Regions from separate parts of the Macaca mulatta genome. Here region 2 is linked to region 1. The links are chromatin contacts, called in public Hi-C maps. All regions are on one chromosome and are shown on one strand. The core of a region is the stretch at or near the end of the contact, and the rest is flanking DNA. Distances in the headings are between cores, read along the strand shown.

Region 1 (4,729 bases), core at 1,323-3,822:
AAATGAGCTTGGGCATGAGATATTACTTTTATTTCTAAATGCCACATGCTAGTGTTTAAGATTTTTTTTTTTTTTTTCTGAGATGGAGTCTCGCCCAGGCTGGAGTGCAGTGGCATGATCTCAGCTCACTGCAACTTCCTCCTCCCGGGTTCAAGCAATTCTTGTGCCTCAGCCTCCCTGAGTAGCTGGGATTACAGGCACCCACCACCACACTGGCTAATTTTTGTATTTTTAGTAGAGATGGGGTTTTGGCCTCTTGGCCAGGCTGGTTTCGAACTCCTGACCTCAGGTGATCCACCTGCCTTGGCCTCCCAAAGTGGTGGGATTACAGGCATGGGCCACTGTGCCCGGTTGTATTTAAGATTTTCAAATGCATGTGCACAGGTGAGAACAGTTAAGCTTTCCATTTTTAGTAATCTACTTCGCATTTTGTTAACCTTTGATCTCAACAACAGGAACTCATTCTTGTTAAGCCAAAGTATAATTTATTGGAAAGATACAGTTTACATAACAGCAAAGAAGGCTGATGAACCAGATTCATAAAGACACATGGAGCACTTTAGCTTCTCATCTTCAATGTGAATAAACCTCAATCATTGTATTTGCATTATTTCAAATAATTCATCTAATTAGCTTAGTTTGGGTCTCATCCTCATTAAAAAGTTAAGGAAAGTAGCTGACAATCTCACCAAAGCTCTATGCAATTGCAGATGAGTTAATTCTCTAAAAGTTAACTGAGATGCTACCACTAGAAAAAAGGAAATGGAGGCAAGACAGATAAAATCAAGAGATGGTCATATTGATTAAACAGTATGTCTTAAATTTTCCTGTGCTCCAAAATAGGGAAATTAACAGCTACCTTAAATTGGAAATGACTAAGTGCACAGTTTCCTCACGTACATTTAGTAAGCATTTGTAGAGTCCTCAATGTCTTCCCAATTATTGTTCTATTCAAATTTCTCACCTCTAAAAGACTCAACTTTAAAGATAGCTATAATTGATGACATCCATATCAAATAAGCAATAATTACTTTGGTCCAAGTCCCCTCACTCCCAGATTTTAACCTATATACCAGGTGCACTTATGTGTCCCCTCATGGAGTTCAGGCTCATTGAATTTTAAAGACCACTTCAGACCTCAAATAGGCAGTAAGTTTATAAAAGCCACCCTTGTCTGCCTCAATATATAGAAATTTTTCTTTACTGTTGGTGACCTATCTGTTATTCAGACTCATTGCCAAGCGAACAGCATAGTGTTTGGGAGTGTGAAGTTTTAAGTCCAATCGATTTAGGTTTCTAGCCTTGCTCTGCTCTTTTTCTTAGCTGTGTAAACTTGGCCTGTTTACTTTTCCTCCTTTAGTTCGTTCTCTCCTCTGTAAAATGTAGTTACCAAGGAAACATTATTAGAACCTGAAATTTCGCCATTACTTATTTTGAGAATTCTCTTTTTGAGAGTAATCTTAAAATGTTTTAGGGTCTTCAAAAAACTGTTTTGCCTGTCATCTCTGACTTCATCCTATTATAGGTCCATGAAGTAAGTATGAAGAGAAACCAATACAGGCCAAGTGGACCGAGTACCAGCACACAGGTTCTGGTCCCAGCTCTATCATTACAGCTTTGTATCCTTGGGCAAACTAGTATCAATAAAAGATAGTCTTTAATACATTAACGGTTTTCAAAGCCTAATCATATAGAAAGACCTGTGTTATACCACCAATACAACTGAATAACGACCCTTTCCATCAATATCAGACAGTAAGTTTTGGACAGAATATTTTCAACTTAAGTTTTTTTCTCCTGTACATTCTTCAAAGATCCAGACTGCTGATGTTTTAAAAACCCAAAACACGGCACTATTCTGCTTGGTTTATCAAAATATTTTTAATACAGCATACACTCATTTTTCGCTAGCCAAACTGCTTATAATGGCACTAAATACACTAACATACTGTGTTTTAGTACGAAGCAATAATTAATACTCAGAGTACTCTCAGGAAATCCGCAAGCTGAGTAAATCTGAAAAGAAGATCTTGTAACCACCCTTCCAATCGACTTAGTAGGGTTCTACGGCCCTAATTAAAAAGCGAGAAAACTTTAGCACTCAAGTCCAAAGGGGACTGCCCAACTCAGTCTCAGGCTTCAATTTTGCACCTGGGAAAAAAGAAACACAAAAGGGAAATGCTGCCTTCTTGGCTCTGGGGGTGGTGACGGGAGCGGGGCCCACTGAGGAGCGATTTCAATTAAAGGGTCGGACAAAGCCGTCTCGGGTCCCTAGCAGTCTCCGCACTCACTGCCTCCTTCTCGAACATGCTAGGCCTCCTCTCTTTCCTAGGCGTCACCGGCGCCTGCTGAGAGCTCTGGTTCGGGGTCTGGATGAGGCTCGACTTCACGCCTCGGCCTCGCTTCTCCATCTCGCTCTGCTCCCCAAGACTCCCACTACCTCTCCTCCGCCGACCGTCAAACGCCTCAGCAGCTCCCGCGAGGGCGGAAGTCTCCCGCCTGCGCCTGGAACGGTCGGAAGTGCCCGCTAGGGCTCCAAGGCGCCTGGAGGCGGGGCACGCAGGTGCCTGCGTCATTCATGCGCGCCGCAGCGGGGCACCGGAAGTTATGGAGGTAGGGCGGGCGCAGGGGCCGGTTCGATCCCGAGCTAGGCAGGGAGTCAGCGCCAGGCTGGGTGGTGTTCGGCTACGCGGAGTGGGTGGGCGAGCACGCGCCTGCGGTGACCGGCGGTCCGGCGCTGGAGGGCGCTGGCGCCGTCGCGGCCCTGGCCTCTGTGGCGGTATCGGACGCTCGGCCTTGCAAGACGCCTGGCGGGCCCTGCCGGCGTCCCGGGGCCGGGCTCGGTTTCTCCGTCGCCTCTTGACCCTCAACTGGAACGCGGCGGACTGTCAGGGAGGGCTGTGCGCGGTGGCGCGGGGGCGGAAAGCCGCAGGTCGGACTCTCACCTGACCGTGGCCTCGTTCCTAGAAGCGCAGTTTCGTAGTCGTTGCCTGTAGGGTCCACACTCGGACAGTAAATTTGTTTTCATCGCTTTTAGACCGTTTGAGTCACTATGAAACTCATCACGACGGCCTCACCGACCTCGTGTCAGGAGATCTGGTTGCCTCGTAATAAACATTTATTTATTTTTCCTCCCTGAGGCAATTAAATATCAAACACCTATCATCAGCAGTAACGACAGCGGAGCCGGGCGTGGTGGCGCCTGTGGTCCCAGCTACTCCGTAGGCTGAGGTGGAAGGATCGCTTTAGCCGAGGAGGTGGAGGCTGCGGTGAGCCGATACCGCGCCACTGCACCCCTGTCTGGGCGACAGCGAGACCCCATTCCCAAAATAATGATAACGATAACTACCATTTTTGAGTACTATGTGCTAGATGCTTTTCATGTATAATCTGATGACTGCAGCCCTACAAGGTGCAGCCTGGCACCGTTTTATTTCACTTAGAACTGAGATTCGGATAAAGTAAGTTTTCCAAGGCAAGAGGTAGTCAGAGACTGAGGAATGATTCAAATTTAAGTCCAGCCCCAAAGCACCGGCCTAGTGTAGTCTGCAGAGTTCCAGCCCCATAGAGCCCAATGGAGGATGCGAGTGACAATCGCCATTCAAAAATAGTTCATGCCGATTTCTTTAGTGATGACTTAATTGTTAGCGCCTACTGGGATTGTTCAAAAAGTAGGGCTGAGAGTGGAAAGTGCAACTTCTGGGGACAGGAGGAGCAAACAGGGCAACTGATACTGAGCAGGACCAGGGAACTCAGACTGATCAGTTTCCACTTTACAAAGCTGCCCAGAGTTAATTGTGACTGTCACAACACAGCCACTCCTTAACTCGACACACCAAAATAAAGAGCCTCGGTTCAGCTTTGGATCCTGAATTTGACTTCTTTGCAGGATTATAGATGGTCTTAGTGTCATGTGGGATAGTCGTAAGGATTTTGATTTTATTTGATTCTCCATGGAAAACCAGTACGGTTTGCTACTTTTTACATGGCAGGGAAGGCTAAACTTTACCTCTGCCCATGTTAGTTCAGAGTGACCCCTTTAACAAATGAAAGGTTAATAAGAAAAAGGTTTATTAATGTACAGAGTACACATCACAAGGGATAAACGTCAATGAAAAGTAACTTGAAATGGTGGCTTAGAACTACATTTGTATACCATCTTCAACAAAGAACTATAGATTTGCAGAGAAATGACACAGGAGAGCAGTTTCAGGCTTCAAAGGGCAAGAAACTGGGAAAGTCGATACATATTTGAAAACTGATGGAGTAAAAATTGTTTGCACATTCCTCTGGTACCTTCTCTGGTCTGGTAAGAGTCTAAAGTTATCCCCAGTAAAGAATATATATCCTGTGTTTGGGTGGAAGAGGGGGAGGAGAGAGAGCTTTTCCTTCATTTGCTGCCTCTTGTCTTCAGCTCCAATTTGTTGTTGTTTTTATATCAAAGAGGCATGTTTTGGGATGACATTGTGGTTTTCTCCAACACCGTTTAGGGAGTCAGAGGTACGCGGGGTTCTTTTTCCTTCTTGTTCATTATACTTGGTTTCTGCTCTCCCATTCCCCATTTTAAAAAACTGCTTATTTTGATAACTCTAGGATAGTGAAGGAATGCTGAGAGGAATAATGCTCTGTTGGTAAAATACATTCAGCTTCCATGAACTCATGTCTTTTTTTCTTTTTTTTTTTAGTGAAAGCAAGTTTATTAAGAAAGTAAAGGAGTAAAGAATGGCTA
Region 2 (4,729 bases), core at 1,379-3,878, 50 kb before region 1:
CTCAAAAACAAACAAACAAACAAAAGCAGAAACAACAAAAAACGATCTCCTGACACCCGTCTGACATCGCTGGAATTGTTTCCAAAATAAAGACAGAATATGAATGTGCTTGCATTTCCTGATGTGTGCATAGTAAAGAAATAACACCATGACTCACTAGTGTGAAGAGTTCACAGAAAACAATGGTGTGAAGCCAAAGAGGGAAGAAGCCTCGTCAGGACACATAAGCCACCTTCAGGAGGAAGCACTAGCCTGTGCTCAGAACCTCTGGGTCAGTCTGGCCCCAGTGTGCACGAGCTGACGTCCCACCTCTCCAGCTGCCCAACACCTCCGCTCCTCAGTGTTCTCCATTTCAATGCCTACTTCTGCCTCAGTGTTCTCAGCTTCAATGTCTACCTCTGCCCATTCCTGTGTTCTCGGTTTCAATGCCTACCTCTCCTCGTTCCTCAGTGTTCTCGGCTTCAATGCCTACCTCTGCCTCAGTGTACTCGGCTTCAATGCCTACCTCTCCTGCCTCTCCTGCTCCATGGCAGGGTGGTGCAGACGGGGATGAAGGAGTGTCTGGTGCAGGCAGAATCATAGTCAGGGACACACTGACACACACACACACATACACATACATATCTGTGTCCAGGACATGAATCCAGGGCAGCTAAATGAACCCCAACCTATCCTCTCACTGAACAGAGGTCAGATGGCCCCTAATATCATTTCCATAGAAAGCTATTTTTCTGTTAAAATATTCATTTTTCTATTTCTGTGGTCTGGCAGTTTTCGCAAGCTCTTTCTGCTTCCTCCCTGGAGCCACTAAGAACATGGCAGGACCACATTTCCAGCCTCTCTGGAGTCGAGAGTAGCCGTGCACCAAAATTTCTGTTCTGGAAAACACACCACGCATGCACAGGCTTGGTCCTGTCATAGCCCGTGCACAGCCCTTCATGCTGGAGGTGGAGGGCTCCAAAGGCTAAGAAGAGGGGCCACGGTGGTGGCACCTGGCGGCCTGTGCTGCTCCCACTAAAGGGTGACCAGGACACCAGGCTGGACTGCTGTGTAAGCAAGAGAGAAACATTTATTCCATGAAGCTGAGGTCCCTTCTGTCAGCCTACCTTGACTGATGTGGGTACCTTGAAGCAGGATGCTTCAGTGACACTGTAGGATGTTGCTGAGTGACTGATGGAACACAGAAACAAACTCAGGAGGGTAAAAGCTCAAGACTCACCTTAGGCAGTGACAAACAGTTCAACTGCAATAACCTGTAATAATGTGGAAAACTGACCACAGGCTTACTCATCCTGCAGCCCTACAGTAAATTATTGCAAAGAATAAGCATTAGCAGCCAACACACAGAATTGGACTATCCCCACCTCCTCTCCCTGCTGTGCCAACCCTAGGGGATAATCAATGTTATAGGATATCCCCAGCGATATCCGTGTACGCATGTGCACAGAACAAGTCAGGGAAAATAAACTAAATTTATCATTTTAGTGAGATTCTAGTGCACCTAAGACTAGGTAAGCACTTCAGGAAAAAGCAGTGGCAAGTGACTGTTAAAGAAACCATTGTCTTAAAGTTAAGTCAGTAAACACAACGCAGTAATTCCAGATAAACTGGAAGCTGTAGACTTAATACCCCTTTACTGGTACAGTGTGTGTAAATTGTAGAAAATTTAGAAATACATAAAAAGATGAACTCTCTACTACTCAAGGAGTACCACTGATAAAATCCTGGGCATTTCCTTCTGCCCAGGATTTTTAGAAAGAGAAAATTACTCCCTTCTGATTAGAAAAGATCGAAATTTTTTTCTTTTAGTGACTAAGCAAGCCAGAAACTTGCTGTTTGGCTCGAGTTAGGAAAACCTAGCCTGGTAGTTACCACGCAGGGTGAAAGGCCAGTGGGGCATAATTCGGGAGCCCTCAGAGTCCACGCTCCCACCCTCGGAGCACAGAACCGATGGGTGGTGCGGGATGACGGGCATTTCCACAGCCCTGGTTCGTTCCTAAACTACTGAATCTTTTAAAGAGGTCTGAGTTCGCTTTATACATAGCTGCTTTAATTAAAATAACCACCTGCGCCCTTTTCCTCCGAACTCCACAGGCGCTCAGTTCTCAAAGCGCCGATCCTGCGCCTTCGTGCCACGACAGCCTGGACGCTCGGGCCCGATTTGTGCCCCGAATTCCCCTGGAGACCCTCGCACCAGCACGGCGTCAGGAGGAGGCTTGGGGTGACCAGACAGCGGGCAACGGCTCTGGTCCAGAGCGCGCGTCTCCGCCGCTGGGAGCGGTCACGGCGGGACCCTCAAATCGCCCCCTTTCATAGAGACCTCAGCGGAGCCGCGAGCACCCGCGCAGCCCCCGCGCTCCAGCCCCGCGCCCTAAGCACACGTCCCAGAGCAGCAGCTCGGGTTCCGCGCCGAGAGCAGCCCGCTGGGGAGGACTCACTGCACCCAGCTCCCAAGAGGGCACGCAGGGAACTAGCGAGCGACGCTCCGCCCCACGCCCGCCGCTATGGTTACTAGCCCGCCGACTCACGCGCGCCGCTATGGTTACTAGCCGGCAGCCCCCAGCGCCCACGCCCCTTTCACTATCTCGCGGCAGCAGGCGAGTCCTCGCTTCCGGCCTGCTCACGTCCGGGCCTAGCGTCACTTCCGCCTCCCTGGCGAGGCTCCGGCCTCGGGTCCGGATGCGTAAGGTTCGGCCCCTTGTGGGGAGCGGTGGTGAGTCCGAGAGTGCCATAGCGGCCCTGCCCCTGCCCCTGGTGGGCGCCGCGCTAGGGGGAGGGGTTAGCCCACCCCCTCCTCCCCGGGGCCTCACGCGGGTGGGAAGGGACAGTCCCAGCGACAGACCCGGCGCCTGGACGCGCCGTGGCCCCGCGGGCGGACGACGGGGACGGGCTCCGGTACTGAGCGCCTCCCGTGTCCCCAGCAGCACTGACCCACTTGTAGACCTCGGAGCTGAGCCGCCAGCCATGGCCGCTCCCCGCGGGAGGGCCGCGCCCTGGACGACGGCCCTGCTGCTGCTCCTGACCTCGCAGATCCTGTCCCCGGGGAGCTGCGCGGACGAGGAGGAGGTCCCCGAGGAGTGGGTGCTCCTGCACGTCGTCCAAGGCCAGATAGGCGCCGGGAATTACAGCTACTTGCGGCTGAACCACGAGGGCAAGATAGTCCTCAGGATGCGCAGCCTCAAGGGCGATGCGGACCTGTATGTCTCGGCCAGCAGCCTGCACCCCAGCTTCGACGACTACGAGCTGCAGTCGGCCACCTGCGGACCGGACGCTGTGTCCATCCCCGCGCACTTCCGGCGCCCAGTGGGCATCGGCGTCTACGGACACCCATCCCACCTGGAGAGCGAGTTCGAGATGAAAGTGTACTACGACGGCACAGTCGAGCAGCACCCGTTCGGCGAGGCCGCCTACCCCGCCGACGGTGCAGATGCCGGCCAGAAGCACGCTCGTGCCCCGGAAGACGCCTCGCAAGAGGAGGAATCTGTTCTCTGGACGATATTAATTAGCATTTTGAAACTGGTACTTGAAATTCTCTTTTGAGTCATTTACCACGCTCTGGGGTATAAAACCCTCCGTCTGTGAAGCTGATTGCAGTTTGCTGTGAACCTTGGTACTTGTACTTGGTTGAAGTTCTAGTTACCTTTTTCTAGTCAAGGGATGGAAAAATAAAGCCATACACAGTTTTGTTACCTCAGTTACCCCCAAAAATAGGAAAAGCAGCAAGCACAGTATTTTCTTTTAAATATCAAAATTCCTGTAAAAGGACTGTGCACAATAAAGTGTTTAGACTCCATTTTCATTAGGCAGGTTGACTAAAAATGATTGCAGTAACTTAGGTTTATATATATATAAAAAAAGTAGAGCAACCTTTCATGCTGTGACACAGATCAAAGGTTGATACTTTGTAATTTTACTCTGGAGATTCTAAGTGAAGTTCAAGGTGTACGTTTTCAAGAGTTACTAAAATCAAGTTGGAAATGATTTATGTACACTTCCCTGAGCCTGGACTAAAGCCTCGTGCCTGTACCCCAAGTAGGGATGGTACTTTTCTATACAAAAGTGATTTCCTGGCAGGCAGGTATTTACAAACTGTGTTCCTGTACCAGTCCAATAATGACAACTCTAAATCCAGCTGCACCAAATCTTATTAGGCCATTTGTCATACCTATGAAAATTCTTTAGTTATTAAATAACTTTGTTAATGCTACCTATGGTAGGCCAGAAACAATGTAGATTAGGAAGTTTCATGAAAATTAACTTTTGGGGCTATGGAGAAATAGTTAAGTATCTTAAGTTGCTAAACATTTCCACTGAATTTTTGGAGTGAGCCAGGGTTACTATAAAATACTTGGGAAGATGATTTCTCTACCTGGAATTAGTTTGGAGGGTAAGAGTAGCTTTTAACAGAAATAAATCAACTGCAGATTTTAAGCTCATAATTTGCAAAAAAAAAATCTTTTATTGGCATAAAAATGAAAATGTTGTAAATAAATTGGCACCAAATATTCCACTTAAATGCATACACAGTATTAGAGTCAAAAACTATTTTATCCCTCTTTGCTGTTTTTCCCCCTTCTGCCCACTTTCCTGGGTGTTGGGGGGGCCCGCTGACAACAGTCACAAATCCAGCGACCTAGGAAAAAAATTGTTAATATGGAATGAAAAATTATCTTTACAGGACTGAATTTTAAGCCCATCTAAACTCTTCTTCCTTAGCTATCACTAATGA

What was found. Hi-C and Micro-C count contacts between places; a contact is called where the count stands out from the background.
Region 2: a Hi-C map of liver shows a contact between it and region 1, with 2.1 times the contacts expected there. The contact joins the promoter of WDR27 here to the promoter of ERMARD in region 1. A contact is called at or near these places in 3 of 14 Hi-C or Micro-C datasets (fetal cortex germinal zone, fetal cortical plate and liver).

Annotation. Positions count from the first base shown.
Region 1 is chr4:2,276,763-2,281,491 of T2T-MMU8v2.0, reverse strand. It overlaps ERMARD (ER membrane associated RNA degradation), which reads left to right and starts at 2,572. Exons shown (of 17, transcript XM_078001095.1): 1 at 2,572-4,309. DYNLT2 (dynein light chain Tctex-type 2) reads right to left here and starts at 2,576. Exons shown (of 4, transcript XM_028846951.2): 1 at 2,292-2,576. The coding sequence starts at 2,576.
Region 2 is chr4:2,326,960-2,331,688 of T2T-MMU8v2.0, reverse strand. It overlaps WDR27 (WD repeat domain 27), which reads right to left and starts at 2,628. Exons shown (of 37, transcript XM_028846955.2): 1 at 2,067-2,628. It overlaps C4H6orf120 (chromosome 4 C6orf120 homolog), which reads left to right and starts at 2,539. Exons shown (of 1, transcript XM_015137732.3): 1 at 2,539-4,729. The coding sequence starts at 2,539. The coding sequence ends at 3,540. PHF10 (PHD finger protein 10) reads right to left here. Exons shown (of 12, transcript XM_015137735.3): 12 at 4,440-4,633. The coding sequence ends at 4,548.